2 separate regions of the Sus scrofa genome follow, and region 1 is linked to region 2. A link is a contact called in public HiChIP or PLAC-seq data. All regions are on one chromosome and are shown on one strand. The core of a region is the stretch at or near the end of the contact, and the rest is flanking DNA. Distances in the headings are between cores, read along the strand shown.

What was found. HiChIP or PLAC-seq counts read pairs in DNA pulled down with a chosen protein or histone mark.
Region 1: a contact with region 2 is called in an H3K27ac HiChIP or PLAC-seq map of skeletal muscle. The contact joins the enhancer-like site here to the promoter of ACTN4 in region 2. A contact is called at or near these places in 21 of 47 Hi-C or Micro-C datasets (alveolar macrophages, brain, embryonic fibroblasts and 13 more) and 2 of 2 datasets of contacts at active chromatin or transcription factors (alveolar macrophages and skeletal muscle).

What each region holds. Positions count from the first base shown.
Region 1 is chr6:47,539,513-47,542,495 of Sscrofa11.1, reverse strand. ACTN4 (alpha-actinin-4) reads right to left here. Exons shown (of 21, transcript XM_003355883.4): 3 at 2,724-2,843. Among named protein-coding and RNA genes, the nearest start is that of CAPN12, 38 kb to the left of the region's middle. Within about 2 kb of position 1,530, at least 28 of the 83 cell types and tissues checked have an H3K27ac peak or open chromatin away from gene starts, as enhancers often do. A contact at or near this core is called in fetal liver, fetal skeletal muscle, liver and 4 more, where this site is marked.
Region 2 is chr6:47,492,373-47,495,327 of Sscrofa11.1, reverse strand. ACTN4 (alpha-actinin-4) reads right to left here and starts at 1,494. Exons shown (of 21, transcript XM_003355883.4): 1 at 1,159-1,494. The coding sequence starts at 1,320.

The DNA.
Region 1 (2,983 bases), core at 281-2,780, 47 kb before region 2:
CCCCCTGCAAAGGGCACCCCTCGACCCCCATCTTAGATGGCTGGTTCTTCTCATCTTATAAGCCTCTGCTTAGACGCCACCTCCCAGAATGGCTTCCCTGACCGTCTCAGGCCCCCTCTCCCCAGCACCCTGCTCGTCCCCTCACACACTGCTAGGTGCTGGCTGGTGGGCTCGTTCACTGTCTGCCTTCTGAGCACCACTGTATTCCTGGGACCTGGCCCTGGGCCTTGAGAAGACACGGTGTGGCAGGAAGCAGAGTAGGGACACAAGGTCCAGCTGCTAAGCGCGTGCCTTCTTATTTATTCATTAATTTATTTTTTGGCTATTAACTGTGGCATTCAAAACTTCCCAGGCCAGGGATCGAACCCGTGCCACAGCAATGACCCAATCCACAGCATGACAACATGGAACACTTAACCAGAGAACTCCGAGTGAAATGCCTTCTTAACTAAAAACCAACGACTCTCCCAAACTTCTGGCATTGAGAGAAAGGGTTTGGACCACACATTCCTCAGCTTCAGCAACATAGAGAAAAACCATCCCTGTAGCACCCAGGCACCATGTGCCGACTGCCTGGTGAGAACTGCGTGCCCATGGCCTGGCCCCGGAGCCCAATGGCCTGGAGAGCTTTTGGCAGTCTCTAAGGTCTCCCGCCCCCAAGCGTCTCCCACACGGGAGGGGAGAGGGCGGGGAGAACAGAAGGACACTTCAGGAGGCCTTGCTCACTGGCCCGGAGAATGGAAAATGCTAAGTGGGCTTTTTTTGTTTGGTTTTCTTTTTGACTTTTAGGATAGCACCTGGGACATATGGAGGTTCCCAGGGTAGGGGTCGAATCAGAGCTATAGCTGCCGGCCTCCAGCGCAGCCACAGCAATGTGGGATCTGAGCTGCGAATGTGACCGACACCACAGCTCACGGCAACACCGGATCCTTAACCCACTGAGCGAGGCCAGGGATCGAGCCTGGCGTCCTCATGGATACTAGTTGGGTTTGTTACTGCTGAGTCACAATGGGGACTCCTCTAGGTGGGCTTGATTCGGGAAGGAGGTACAAGTGTCCCCCAGCGGATGGGGCCCAACCTCCCCTGAGGACATGCGCGCCAGGAGAGGGCAGGGCCTTTTTAGCCACCAAAGCAGCTCCCCATGGTGAAGCCACGGGCAGAGGGCCGATGGCAGCTTTCGGATTGAGGGTTTCAGCATGAGGAGGAAGCATGCATAGCCAGCTGCCCCAAGGCAGGGGAAGAATGTCTGTCCGGCTCTTTCCCAGGTGGAGAAGCCCACACCCAGAAACCAGGCCAACACTTCCCAGCACGAGGCGAGGTCAGTGATTCGTTCAGGCAATCCATGCTGCGTCCCCCCCGAGGGCCAGGCACCCCAGGGTGGGGCCGGGCGCAATCTAGAGGAAGCCACAGCGCCCTTACCCAGCCGGTGCCAGGAGCAAGCTGGACACGGAGGGCTCAGAGAGCCCTGTGAGAGAAGGAAGACGGCCGCTCTCATGACACATCTACCAGCTGCTTCTCGGCCCTGCAGCTGTGCCTCTGACTCCCGTCCCCTCCACAGCCCCCACGAGGAAGCCCTGCTCCTGCGACTGTCTGGGTGGCGTGGAGGGACAGAGAGACGGGCGGGGTGGGACTGGCTCTCAGGTGTCCCTTGGGGCGTTGCCAGTCGGCTGTCCCCCCAAGGCCTGACCGCCCCAGGTTCTGGGAGTGAAGCAGCTTGGGTGTGAACAGAGAACCTTTTTAGACTGGGTCTTTCTCCAAAGGAAAACTGATGACTGCCACGGGTCTCTCTTCTAACCCTTTCTGTATTTACAGGCTAGCATTTTGAGCAAAATAAATGCAGCTGTGAGAAGCAGAAGGCTGGCGGGGAGCCAGGAGGAAAGATCCACACAAGGACAGAAAATCTCGGGGCCCGACTGAATTTGGTTTTTTTTTTTTTAAACAAACACCAACCACCTCGACCGTGGCATTCGGGGCTTGGCACCCCTCCCTGGAGAGGGCCCCGCGGGGGCAGGGCCTTGGAGCGGTCTGCGTTCTGGCCCAGAGTCCTGGCCAAACTCTCAGAGCCCTGTCATTAACAGCAATTAGTTTTCTTTGTTTTTCTAAAAGCTGGGACAACATGGATGTCAGGGCAAAGGAAACCCTGCTCTAGCTAATGAGCAGAAGCCTGAGCCCAGGCTGACGGCGAGCTGCTGGGCTCCATCCGGCCTCGCCTGGTCTCCAAAGGCGCCTGTGAGCTCAGGACAAGACCCTGCCACTGGAACGAAGGGTCGCAGGCCTGGGTCTCTGCACGGGGCTCAGAAGGATCCCGAGTATCAGTCAGGAGGCCACACTCTCCCAGGCCGTGAGGACAAACAGCAACGTCTGTCTGGTCACTGGCCTTCGGACTTACACTCCCTGCCCAGAGCCCTGACACAGGGCCTCCAGCGGCCTTCCCCCGCCGACCCCTTCCTGCCCACACACAACGGGCAAGGCCTTGGGGCAAACGTACTCCTGGCTCAGAGAGATGTCAGCCACATGTCCCTCAGGCCCAGCACCAGGAGGGCGAGTGGGGGTGTCCAGGGTCCGAGGTGAGGCTATTCCCCTCCCTGTGCCCCAGGTCACATCGAAGGCAGTCACCGTGGTGGCTGCTGGGTACAGCTGGGCTTTAAGCACCCCTGGTGCTCTCTCTACCACCACCACCACCTCTGTTCAGAAGGCAGAGGTTGGGCCCCAGCCAAGCTCACCTTCTGCCCCGATGGAGACCAGCTTGACTCCTTTGCTGGCGATGAAGTCCAGTGCCTTGTTCACATTGTTGATCTTATGCACCCTCATCTTGCCCCGCTCTGGCTTAGGTAACCGCTCCCCTGTGGGCCCAACGCCAAGAGAAGGAGAGAAGCTTTAGGACCCACTGCTCCCCAGAACCAGTCAATGCCCACACCAGGAAAGGCCTCACTCTCCCCCAGCAGCAAGGGGACAGCGGGGCAGGCAGTGTCCAGGGGTGGGC
Region 2 (2,955 bases), core at 245-2,744:
CGCATTCTCCCTTCAGGACACACACACACTCTCCGGTCCCGGGACGGCATCTCCAGACGCCCCCACCCCCAAATTCCTCTCTCAGTCTATCCATCACACACTCCCTTCCTAATGAGACTTTCATTACCCCGCCAACCTCCCTCCCACTCTCCGCCATTCTGCCCCTTCCCTCCCTCCATCCTCACCTTTTCCAGGCTACCTTGCTTGGCCTCAGGCGCCGCCAACCCTTGGCGGAGCCTTTGTGGACGTTCCAGCAATTCTTCGGCTCCCCTCCTCAAAACGCTCCAAATACTCTCCCTATCTCCCTTGGGCCTCTCATCGATGAGGCCTTTAGCCTCATCAATTCCTTTCATGCCTTCTCTTGTCCAGTCTTCTCCTCTTCCCCTTAAAACGGGGCACCCCCAGTAAATCTCACCCCCTGCAAGACTTCTCATTCACAGGTCCCTTCGGACCCCCGTTCCAGACCTCATTCGCCACCCTCCCCATCCCCACATCCTAAGCCCCGGGTCTTTTCACAGTCACTTCTTTCCTTAGCCCCTCTGCTTTTATCTCCCCTGTCCTTCCACCACCCTTCCCACTCCACAATCCCCTCCTGAGTACCCCCCAACCCCATCTTCAGACTTCCAGAATCCTCACCCCCTTTAGAAGTTCCCCAGCCTGGGGCTCCCACAATCCTATCCTCTTCAGAGGACTCTGCGAGCCAAACAACCCCCTGCACACTCGAGCTCCTCCTCAGACTGCCCCGACCCCCAAATTCCAGACCCCCCGTTCCTCTCTCAGCAACCCCAATCCAACCCGAGCCTTCGATCCCGCCTCAGACCCAATTCCATTTTAGAGTCTCCAATCATCTCGCTGGTTTCCTCCAATTCCCCACCTCGACCCGCCTAATTCCTTCACAGACTCCCTGATTCCATGTTTTAGATTTCCATATTCTCTCCTCGGCCGCCAATGATTTTTTCAGACTCCCAATTCCTTGCTCAAGTTCTGCAACTCCTTTTCAGGACCCCAAACACCTTCTCAGATCCACCGATTCCTTCTCACGACGCCCGGTTCTCATCACAGACCCTCCACTCCCATCTCAGGACTCCCAACCCCTTCCCGGCGCCCAGCCTCCCTCGGAAGCCCCCCTCCAGCCCGTCCGGCCCGCGGGCCGCGCACCTTGCGTTGCTGCTTCTCCCAGGCCGGGTCCAGCAGCAGGTCCCGGTCCCAGTCGTCCTCCTGGGCCATGTAGTCGCCCATGCTACCGCCGCCGCCGGCGCCATTGCTCCCGCTGCTGGGGCCGTACTGGTACGACTGGTTCGCCGCGTGGTAGTCCACCATTCCGCCGCCTCTCCCGAGCCCGTCCGCTCCCGCCTCTGCTCCCGCCCCTCTGCCCGAGCCTCCGCCGCCGCCGCCGCCGCCGCTGCTTCAGCTGCTTCAGCCCGCCCTGCGCTAGCGCCTGCGCACTGCCCGCTGCGCTTGCGCACCGCGCCTCCGCCGCCGCCGCCGCCGCCGCCCTCCCGCGCGCGCGCGCGCGCGCTTCCTAACGAGAAAGGCCCTAAGACCCCGCCTCGGGAAGCTCTGAGCCTGCGCAGAGTCCACTTCCCCGCCGCCCTTCGGCTCGTGGACGAGCTTCGCCTCCTCGCGCGCGCGCGCGCGCGCGCGGCCTCTACGTGTGGGCGGGCCCAGAGAGCGAAGGATTCGGCCGGCGGGTCTGGCCATTGGGCTCTGGCGTGGAGTGTATTCCCTTTCGGCGCCAGAAATTCAACAAATATTAAGCGCCTACTATGTGCCAGACCATGTTTTACGCATCAACACTAAATAAGATAGACAAAACTGTCTGCCCTCATGAAACAACCGTCTAGTGAAAGGAAAAAAACACAATTTTAGGAAACAGTGTATTGGAGTTGCTGCTGTGGTGCAGCGTGTTAAGAATCCAGCGTTGCCCCAGCTGTGGCATCGGCCCCAGCTGTGGCTCATTTTCCATCCCTTGCCCAGGAATTTCCACATGCCACAGATGCGGGGGGAAAAAAAGTACATAGCGTATGTATATATTCCAAGGGGATATGTGCTATGAAGAAAAATCAAACAGAACTAGAATGGAAATGAAGTAGTCAGGATTGACTTCATTTATTTTTTTATTTTTTGCCTTTGCTTTTCAGGGCAACACCTGTGGCATATATAAGTTCCTGAGCTAGGAATCAAATCAGAGCTACACCTGCCAGCTTATGCAACAGCCATAGCAACCCACGATCCTTAACCCTCTGAGAGAAACCAGGGATGGAACCTGCATCCTCATGGATACCAGTCGGATTTGGATTTACGCCCTGCTGAGCCACAACGGAAACTGGCAGAGTTGGCTTTATGAACAAGGAGGACAATTAAACAAACTCTTGAAGAATTCACAAAATGGACATGGTAGCTCCGAATGGATACTGGCTGACTGGGAAAGTGGAGGATTTTTTGGACGTGTTTACTTCACTCATTCAAAAAGCATTTATTGAGCCTCTGTTGTATTCCAGGAACTCTTCTTGGATGCTGGTGATAAGGTGCTGAGCATGGTAAGTGCGCCAAGTTCTCAAGTGTATGGGGGACACGACAGTAAATAAATACAAATGACACTCACACATAATAGGTGTCTCAAGTGTAAGTACCCAGAGTTGGGCTCCTGATCTTCCTCCCAAACCTCGTCACCCCATAGCCATCCCCATCTTGGTCAATGGTGCCTCCGGCCTTTCAGCTGTGCAGGCAACAAAGCTTGCAGTCATCCTTGGCTCCTCTTTGTTTTCACACCCTACATCCAGTCGTTCAGGAAATTCTGTCAGATCCATCTTCCAAGTATATACAAAATTCACCCACTTCTCCCATCCCACATGGCCACACCCTGGTTCTGTCCACCCTCACCTTGTCTTCACCTGGACCAGTGTCCCAGCCTCCTCAACATTTCTCAAGTCCTCCACATGCCCCCTTCCCCAC